3 separate regions of the Mus musculus genome follow, and regions 2 and 3 are each linked to region 1. A link is a contact called in public HiCAR-type and promoter capture Hi-C data. All regions are on one chromosome and are shown on one strand. Each heading gives the region's core, a stretch centred on a gene start, on an enhancer-like site or on the middle of the called end of the contact. The rest is flanking DNA. Distances are from core to core; before and after follow the strand shown.

The links. Promoter capture Hi-C pulls out the DNA fragments that hold promoters and counts their contacts. HiCAR-type assays count read pairs that join an accessible place to other places.
Region 2: a contact with region 1 is called in a promoter capture Hi-C map of pre-B cells, with 3 times the contacts expected there. The contact joins the promoter of Zfp560 here to the promoter of Zfp558 in region 1. A contact is called at or near these places in 9 of 39 promoter capture datasets (the 3T3-L1 cell line, 3T3-L1-derived adipocytes, cranial neural crest and 5 more) and 1 of 115 datasets of contacts at active chromatin or transcription factors (astrocytes).
Region 3: a contact with region 1 is called in a HiCAR-type map of astrocytes, with 10 times the contacts expected there. The contact joins the promoter of Zfp26 here to the promoter of Zfp558 in region 1. A contact is called at or near these places in 3 of 39 promoter capture datasets (cranial neural crest, embryonic stem cells and second pharyngeal arch cranial neural crest) and 1 of 115 datasets of contacts at active chromatin or transcription factors (astrocytes).

Annotation. Positions count from the first base shown.
Region 1 is chr9:18,472,293-18,474,992 of GRCm38.p6, reverse strand. It overlaps Zfp558 (zinc finger protein 558), which reads left to right and starts at 1,434. Exons shown (of 8, transcript NM_028935.1): 1 at 1,434-1,639; 2 at 1,999-2,107.
Region 2 is chr9:20,383,807-20,386,506 of GRCm38.p6, reverse strand. It overlaps Zfp560 (zinc finger protein 560), which reads left to right and starts at 1,349. Exons shown (of 7, transcript NM_001004190.3): 1 at 1,349-1,490.
Region 3 is chr9:20,458,869-20,461,568 of GRCm38.p6, reverse strand. It overlaps Zfp26 (zinc finger protein 26), which reads left to right and starts at 1,409. Exons shown (of 10, transcript NM_011753.3): 1 at 1,409-1,624; 2 at 1,908-2,022.

The DNA.
Region 1 (2,700 bases), core at 185-2,684:
GCCTTTCATCAAGAAAAGAAAAAGGCTCATGCGAATTAAAGCTGTACAGAGTCACAAAGGCAAGACCCGTTCTCGTGAGTTTACCATGAGCTGTATATCAATGGTTCTCTACCTTCCTAATGTAACTGTGACCCTGTAATACAGTTCCTCATGCTATGGTGACCACCAACCATAAAATTATTTTCGTTGCTACGTCATGACTATAATTTTGCCATTGTTTTGTTTGTTTGTTTGTTTTTGTTTTGTTCTGTTTGTTTGGTTTGGTGGGTTTTTTTTGTTTGTTTGTTTGTTTTGTTTTTTCGAGACAGGGTTTCTCTGTGTAGCCCTGGCTGTCCTGACACTCACTCTGTAGACCAGGCTGGCAGCCAACTCAGAAATCCGCCTTCCTCTGCCTCCCAAGGTGCTGGGATTAAAGGAATGCACCAGCACTGCCCAGATAATTTTGCCATTGTTATAGTAATGTAAATACCTGTTTTCTTACAGTCTTAGGAGATCTCAGTGAAAGTCATTTAACCTCCTACTCCACAAGGGGTCATGACCCACAGGTTAAGAACTGCATACAGTCCTAAGGACAGCATGTGCTTGAAGACATCTTCTGACTAGTAAGACAATCTGAAGTACACCCGTTCCTATTTACTACACCCTGGAGGGACAGGAATCCCCATTCCAAGAACGATTTTGTACTTAGAGGTCACAGGACTCTTGCCTGGCTCTCTCACTGGCAGTCAGAATTCTTCTTACACATTTTCACTTCATAGACGGCATTCTGACATGATCCAAGGAGGGTTACCTCCAGTTCCACCCCTGGGGGTGATCTTTTATATTCCGTAGGACCACAGGACTCACAACATCCCATCCATATTCCTATCCCAGTAACCAGCCTCTCAAATTCCTTGGGACAGTAGCAATCATACTTCATACCATACACTATTCCATATGTCCACCCCTGAAACTAATCTCCACCCCTTGTCAACTCCGTTCACTCATGACTTTATCTCTGCCCACCTGCCCCAGAACTAATCCTCACCCTAGCCACTTCCTCAGAACTTTTTCCCAGCTATTACACAAGCTCCCCCAAGCTTGCGCTTCCAGGTTCTACCATAGTCCGTCCTCTTACAGTTCCCAGGGTCGCCCTGGTCTCTTTAGCTGACCTATCCCAAAATCCAACTATGTACACAGTCACTAAACAAACTGGGAAGAACACGTACAATACGAAGGGGACCACAGACGTGTAATCTGCCCTAAAACCCGGACAAACTTTTGGGCGGAAGTGAACCTCGAGGCGGCGCTCAGGGCCGGAAGTGGAAGCGCGGGGCGGAACTGAAGGAGGAGTCAGCGCAGCGGATGTGGTCGATCTTGGGGTGGGCGTCTTCGGCGGCTGGGAAGGGCGACTCGGTGTGTGTACACGGGTTTTTAGTCGAGTTGAGAAAGAGCGCCAGCCGGGAGCGCCCTCTGCCTAGTGGCCCTGGACTCCTGCTACCTCCCGAAAGCCCCAGGCTGCTTCCGCAGCCAGCGATAAAACCCGAGCTCTTCCAGCTCGCAGCCCTGGGAATGCTTTTTGTTCTCACAGAGGGGGGCGTGGCAGGCGAGCTGAGGGATGGTCAGCCAGCGGGTCCTGTTCTATCTCCTGAGCTGCAAGGTGCGTTCAGGGCGAATTAGCACATGTGCTGAGGGTGGAAATCCTTCCAGCTCTGTGAAGTTCATTCAGCCCCATCACCTTTAGGACCTCTACGTTTACTGCACGTGGAAATCACCAAAAGAGCTCTCTCTAGTCAATACATTGAGCAATTGAATAGACACATCATTCCAGCTTCTGCTGAGTTTGTGCCTGCATAGATATTAGGTAATTCCTTTTACACAGCCAAAACCTGGGCTATTATTACACGTTAACTGTGTAGATACACGTGGCGAGGGGCAATGAAAGGTTTTGTTTTTTTCTGTCACAGTTTGAATGCTTTCCATAAAAGGACTCATCAATCTTTGTGCCTTATTTTCCAGACAAGAAAAACATCATGCAAACTCAAACTTGTGTTGGACCCTCAATGTTGTGTTGAAAACGCCTGAATGTCCACCTGCCCTCATTAATCTATTAATTTCATGTAACCAGGTGAGTACGATGTGGAATATGAAACAATGGGGTTCCACCTGATCCTGCAGTGTAGAACTCCTTTTCTTCTGCTTGTAACAGGTTGTAATTCTAAGATTGCAACCTGTTTAAAATGAGGGTTATCTCAAGAAGCTGTATTAATATTTGATGGGTTATATTCAAGGGATGGATACAAAGGTGTGTGAAAAGTAAATATAGTTAAATGCAAATTACACAAAATAAAAGTAATTAGCCATGAATAAGCATATAAATGCAGAATTTTTTGTATACTTATACCAAAATTTTCAGAATATTATATTAAGTACAAATATATGAAATATTTGTGTCTATTTTTAGTACTTACAAGTCTGAAGTAAATGTTAGAAGTACTCAGTGGCACTCTTCAAGCGCATTCCATGTGACTCCTAAAAACCTGCAAATTGTCATGACGTTTTAGAATACAAAGGCATATATGAAAATGATGTCTTGAGTGTCCTTACATTAGGAGCAGAAATTTTAAAAATTGAGTAGCTACTAGATGTTTATAAGATTGAAAATATTTAGAAGAGTATCAAAGAACAAGGTAGTCTCCTTCCTTCCTTCCTTTCTTTTTT
Region 2 (2,700 bases), core at 100-2,599, 1.9 Mb before region 1:
TTGCTCTCTAGACCACTCCCATTCTCAAGAGTGCTCCTCACCCCCTTTAAGCCCTTTCCTTCCTTTCTTTCTCTTGTGTGTGACCCTATATTCCTGACTAGTTTGAAACTATTTATGTAGACTTGACTGGACTCAACTCACACTGTTTCCGACTCTTGCAAACTCTGAATTTAAAAAAGTGTGGGTCTCAAAAGAGTCCGGTCCCCAATGAAGGAGCTAGAGAAAGGACCCAAGGAGATGAAGGGGTTTCCAGCCCTATAGGAGGAATAACAATATGAACTAACCAGTACCCCCAGAGCTCCCAGGGACTAAACCACCAACCAAAGAGTACCCATGGTGGAACTCATGGCTCCAGCTGCATATGTAGCAGAGGATGGCCTAGTTGGTCAGCAATAGGAGGAGAGGCCCTTTGTCCTGTGAAGGTTCTATGCCCCAGTTTAGGGAATGCCAGGGCCAGGAAGCAGGTGTGGGTGGGTTGGTGAGCAGGGGGAGGGGAGAAAGGATAGGGGGTTTTCGGAGGGGAAAGCAAGAAAGGGGACATTTGAAATGTAAATAAAGTAAATATCTAATAAAAAAAGTGTGGGTCACTATGCCTGGTCCCAATTTTCTTTTAGTTATTATTTTGTATAATGTGGTTAAGAGTGCAGGTGCACGTGTGCCGGCCTGAGGACAACTTGTGGAAGTTCGGCTCGCTCATCGGGTCTTGAACTGAGGTTATCATCAGGCTTGGAGGCAAGCTTCTTTACTCTGTGAGCCATCTCATCCACCCTACTTTCCTTTTCGTAATAAACTGTCTTTACTTCGAAAGGCGTGTTTCTCGTCTAATTCTGTGACTAGAGACACAAGTACCTGGATACTTAAGTGGGTGCATTAAGGCTCACAAACCTAACAGGAGCAACACTGGGTGACGTGTGCGCTTTGACAGGTCTGTCCTGTGTCCACACGGGCACAACTCCAGTCGTTGGTCTGGTTGTCAGGCCAGCAGTCTCTAAATCGAGTTGGGGTAAAGCCACTCTTGGGGCAGGAATCGGTAACTGCCCTGCCTGAAGGGGCGTAAACTCAGGGTAAACTGAAGCGCCCGAAGCCGGAGGACACTTAAGTCGAAGAAAACAGCAGTGACATCAGCCGCCCTCCGCAGTCTCTTACGCTCCAGCCCTTGGTTGCAGAGTTCTTTTTCCATCTCTGTGGTCGTCAACTTGTATGAGACGCTGGCGACACTAAATAAATTCTTGCTCTGAACGTCTTCCAAACAGCCCGCGCAGTGGTCGGAACTGGTCCTGCAGCCCCAGGCCGGGAGCGGAAGTGCCGTTGGCGGTGTTACCTTCCGACTCTTCCGGCGCGAGCTCTAGGGTGTGAAGCTCCTTTGTTCCTCAGAGGCGGGGTCCGCCCCTCGGCGGCTGCACTTCCTCGGGCTGTGCGGGCCAGCGCGGCCGGAACCTCCGCTGCGCGCTTGGTTCTCTGTCTTTATTTTCAGGAATTGGCGAGTTCAGGTGAGTGCGAGGTGAAAGCTGTTGAGAGGGCTTTGCCACCTTGTATTTACAAACGCGTGTGTCGTCAGAAATACGGCATCCTCTTCGCACGTCCCTTATTTGTTTCCAACACTTAGTTACATTTGGGTAGAAAGCCATCTCTTTAGTTGTCGGTGTGCTTGTAAACGCGTGTGTACTGGAAAAACAAAAAACAACAAACAAAACCTTAAACCAGTATTCACTCATTGTAGCGGAATTTCTTAGGCCCTACCTACAGGATTCAAAACAAGGACCTGTAGGAGGAATGGGTGGAGACTATTGAAGTATTCGGGTTGATTTATTTCTGCAAAAAATGTTTGGGTGAGTTGTGTTGATGGAAAAAAAAAATAGCTCTGGCCTTAAAGGAAATAAAAGTTGATCCTGAACCAAATAATGACAATGACCAGAAAAATATGTGTTTCCCCAAAATAACATGTTCCATTGTGGAAGTGGTTACATGACTTATTAGTGTTTTTATTTATTTATTTATGGGTGTTTTATTTGGTCATTTCTTGTATATGTGGATAGTTGGTTATGGCAAAGCGACAAAATTCAGCCTATATTCTTGGGCAGCTTGTAGCAATTGGAGAAGCTTAATATTTAATAAAGGAAATAAATATGAGACTGCAAATTGATGAAGACTCAAAGTTGAGGGCTATATTTTTCCTGTCTTTGTATGGTAATAGGTAAAATAAAGAAAAAAATGGCGATTTAATCCAAAAATACTAGATGTTGGAGTTAGTGATGCTGAAGGGAGTGGGAAATAGTCATCTCTCCCTCTTCCTAAAGTATTAGCGAGTGTTGGGACTGCCTTTTTCAGTGTGTCACCTGAGTCTCTTTGGAGATCATTGTTCTTGTTTGTTAGGATTGACAGAGGCAGTATGATAATGAAAGAGAGAGGAGACCTCAGCAGAAGGAGGTTGTCCTTTCCTGGGAAGGTGGAGAGTGTGTGTCGAGGGGCTTGGGGTTTGAGAGGGCAGAAAAGAGACTGGAAATTTCATCTGTATGTTTGTTCTTTGTAGTCTTAGGACGGAGACATGCCAGTAGTTGCTTTATCATATGTTGAGTGTTTTTGTAAGGTTTTCCCTGGCTCCTGACTGCAGATCATGTTCTCTTCAGTGTTGGCTTTCTAGTCAGTATGCTGAGTCAGGAGTTTCTCAGCCCCTCTGATGCCCTTTACTTTAGATTATTA
Region 3 (2,700 bases), core at 160-2,659, 2.0 Mb before region 1:
CAGATACTCAGGGCTAGCATCCAAGGCTAGCTCATTGTCACAACTCACCAAGACATTCAAAACCAATCTCAGGATATCTGTCTGCCAACAATTAAAGGTGGTGACAGACAGGCTAAGTCACAGAACACACACACACACACACATGCACACACACACAGAGGAAAGGAATACTGCATGGCCACTTTCATTCCTGGAGCAAACATAATATGAAGGTATAAAGCTCTTCTAGAGGGCCAGGGCTCATGCACACACACACACAGACACACACACACACACACACACACACACACACACACCCCTTTGTTTTTGTTGTTGGTCTCCTCCTCTTTCTTCTCTTCTTCCACAGGGTATCTCTATATACCAGCCCCTGGCTGTCCTAGAATTCACTTTGTAGAGTTGGCTAGCCTCAAAATCACAGATATTCGCTGGCTTCTGCCTCCTTAGTGCTAGATCAGTAGAGGACACAAAGTTTTATAGGAAAGAGATAGTACACAATCACAAGATACTGGTGTGGGCTTCTATAGGGCATCCCATTTAAGTATATCTTCAATGCATACACACACACACACACACACACACACACATATAAAATCTTGTGACTTTCTAAGTTATATTTCTCAAAGGATATAATTTATAAGGTTTAAAGATTAAGCATAGCTTAAAATTTAAATAACATTTAAAATTAAGTACAATATATTAACTTAATTTTTACTCTTACTGTTTACTCTTAATGAATATGTTTGTAAATGAAATTGTAAGATGGTTTTGTGAAGTACATTGTTCAGATTTAGGGTTGAGAGGAATGCTAATATAGTAAAATTCAAGACTATTGACATTTTGGCCCTAAGTAAGTAGAATTTGTCGCCTTACTATTTTCATTTTGTTTTGAGATGAGTTTTCACTTTGCAGTCCTGGCTGGCTTGAAACTTATTTTGTGGATCTAGCAGTCCTCGAATCAAGAAGATTGCCTGTCTCTGCCTCTGCGTGCTGTGATTGCAGGGGTGTGCTGCCATGCACTGATATTTGCTTTTAACATCTTATTTGAGATATCTTTATGAAAACACACATTTTTTCCCTCTGTATATGCAATTTTTGGCTGTATCAGTTGTGTTCACATTTTAAATTTTTCATCAGAAAGTCTCAGGGTGTGAGGCTTTCTTTTTTCATGTCCTCTTCATTTTCCCCATCTTTCTAGCTCGTTTCACTACCAACGATTAGAATTTAGCATGGTATCCAGAGAGTAAAGACTGAAGTGGTTAAATGGAAGCTATAGGCTGGTTCACAGACCTGGCAGTGCATCTGCCCAGGAAGTACAGGAACCAAGAGGAGGTAGGGAAGGAAAGGTTTGTGAGCCTCCTGAGACCCCGTACTTCCCGGTGTGTGTTTAACTTTGCACTGGGATTGGCCAATCGAGAAGGCCGTTCTCGCTCAGAAATCTTGTTCAAACTTCAATTTCATTCTTTGACTGGGCTTTTAACCTCCGCTTCAGAATCAATCGGCATCCAATTCCGGGGAACCGAAATTTCAATTCCGGAAGGACTCGGACACGGTAAACGGAAGTGAACCGCAGCTCGCCTCCGTCTCTTCCGGTGTGGCTTCGTGCGGCCCCCTTCTCTTTTTCTCGGTAGTAGCAGGCCGGCTGGGCGGGTTCTGGTGAGGCTAGGTAAGGGGATGGGCGGTGGCGGAGGTGGGGAGTGAGGCCTGGGTGTGGCCTCCATGGCGACTCCGCTGGTTCCCAGGCCGCGAGTCTCGCCCCGTTGCTTCTCAGAGGCTAGGGCCCTGCACTTCTCAGGTCCCGGCCGGGGGCCATTTCATCGGAACGATATTTGAGCTCCCCGTGCCTTCGAATGTAGCCCTTGCTGCCTCGAACGCCTTTAAGGTAATCGTACAAAATTTTTGCCTTCCAGAAAGAAGGATTTCGGCCGTTGGAATCTGTCTTCGCGCCCCATCGCTCCAGGAACCTGGCCATCCCGCTTCATTGTGAGCAGTGGGTGGAATTTGATGGAGCAGGAAAGTCCCAGGGTGAGGAGCTTCTGTCCGTTCTCATTTCCTCCACAGTCTCTCTCACTATCAACTATTAGAATTTAGTTGCTTTCGTGGAAACCGATGCATTTCATTAGTTCTTTCTGTTTCTCTCTCTCTCTCCCTCCCTTCTTCCCTCCATCCCTCTCTTGCACTCTCCCTTTCTCCTCTCCCCTCTCTCTCTCTCCCCCAAACCTCATGCATCCATTTTGAGAAAGTGTTAAATGCTCAGGCCATGCATATTTATCTGTTTGCAGACCACAAACCATCCCTTACCCCTTCCCTTCATCCCAACAATAAAGTATTAACAAGGGAAAAATAGGGAGTTTGGCACTCAAGGGATGGCTCATGAAAAACTGAAACTTGGGACTGGAGAGATGGATTAGTGATTAAGAGACCACATGTCATTTCTAGAGGATCAGATTTTAGTTCCCAGCACCCATGTTAGTGGCGTGTAACAGCCTGTAATTCCAGCTATCTGGGAATGGGGAGACCAGAGTCTCTAGGCACTTGCAGTCATGTGCGCCCCCCCCCCCTTAAATAAATAATAGAACTCTGTTAAGGAATGGGTGAGGCTTTATTTGATATGTTATTTCTCCACTGGTGAAATGAGCCAATTCAAGCCAGATTAGAATATTAGAGCAGGTTTATTGGGACGCTGCTCTCTGGTGAGTACAT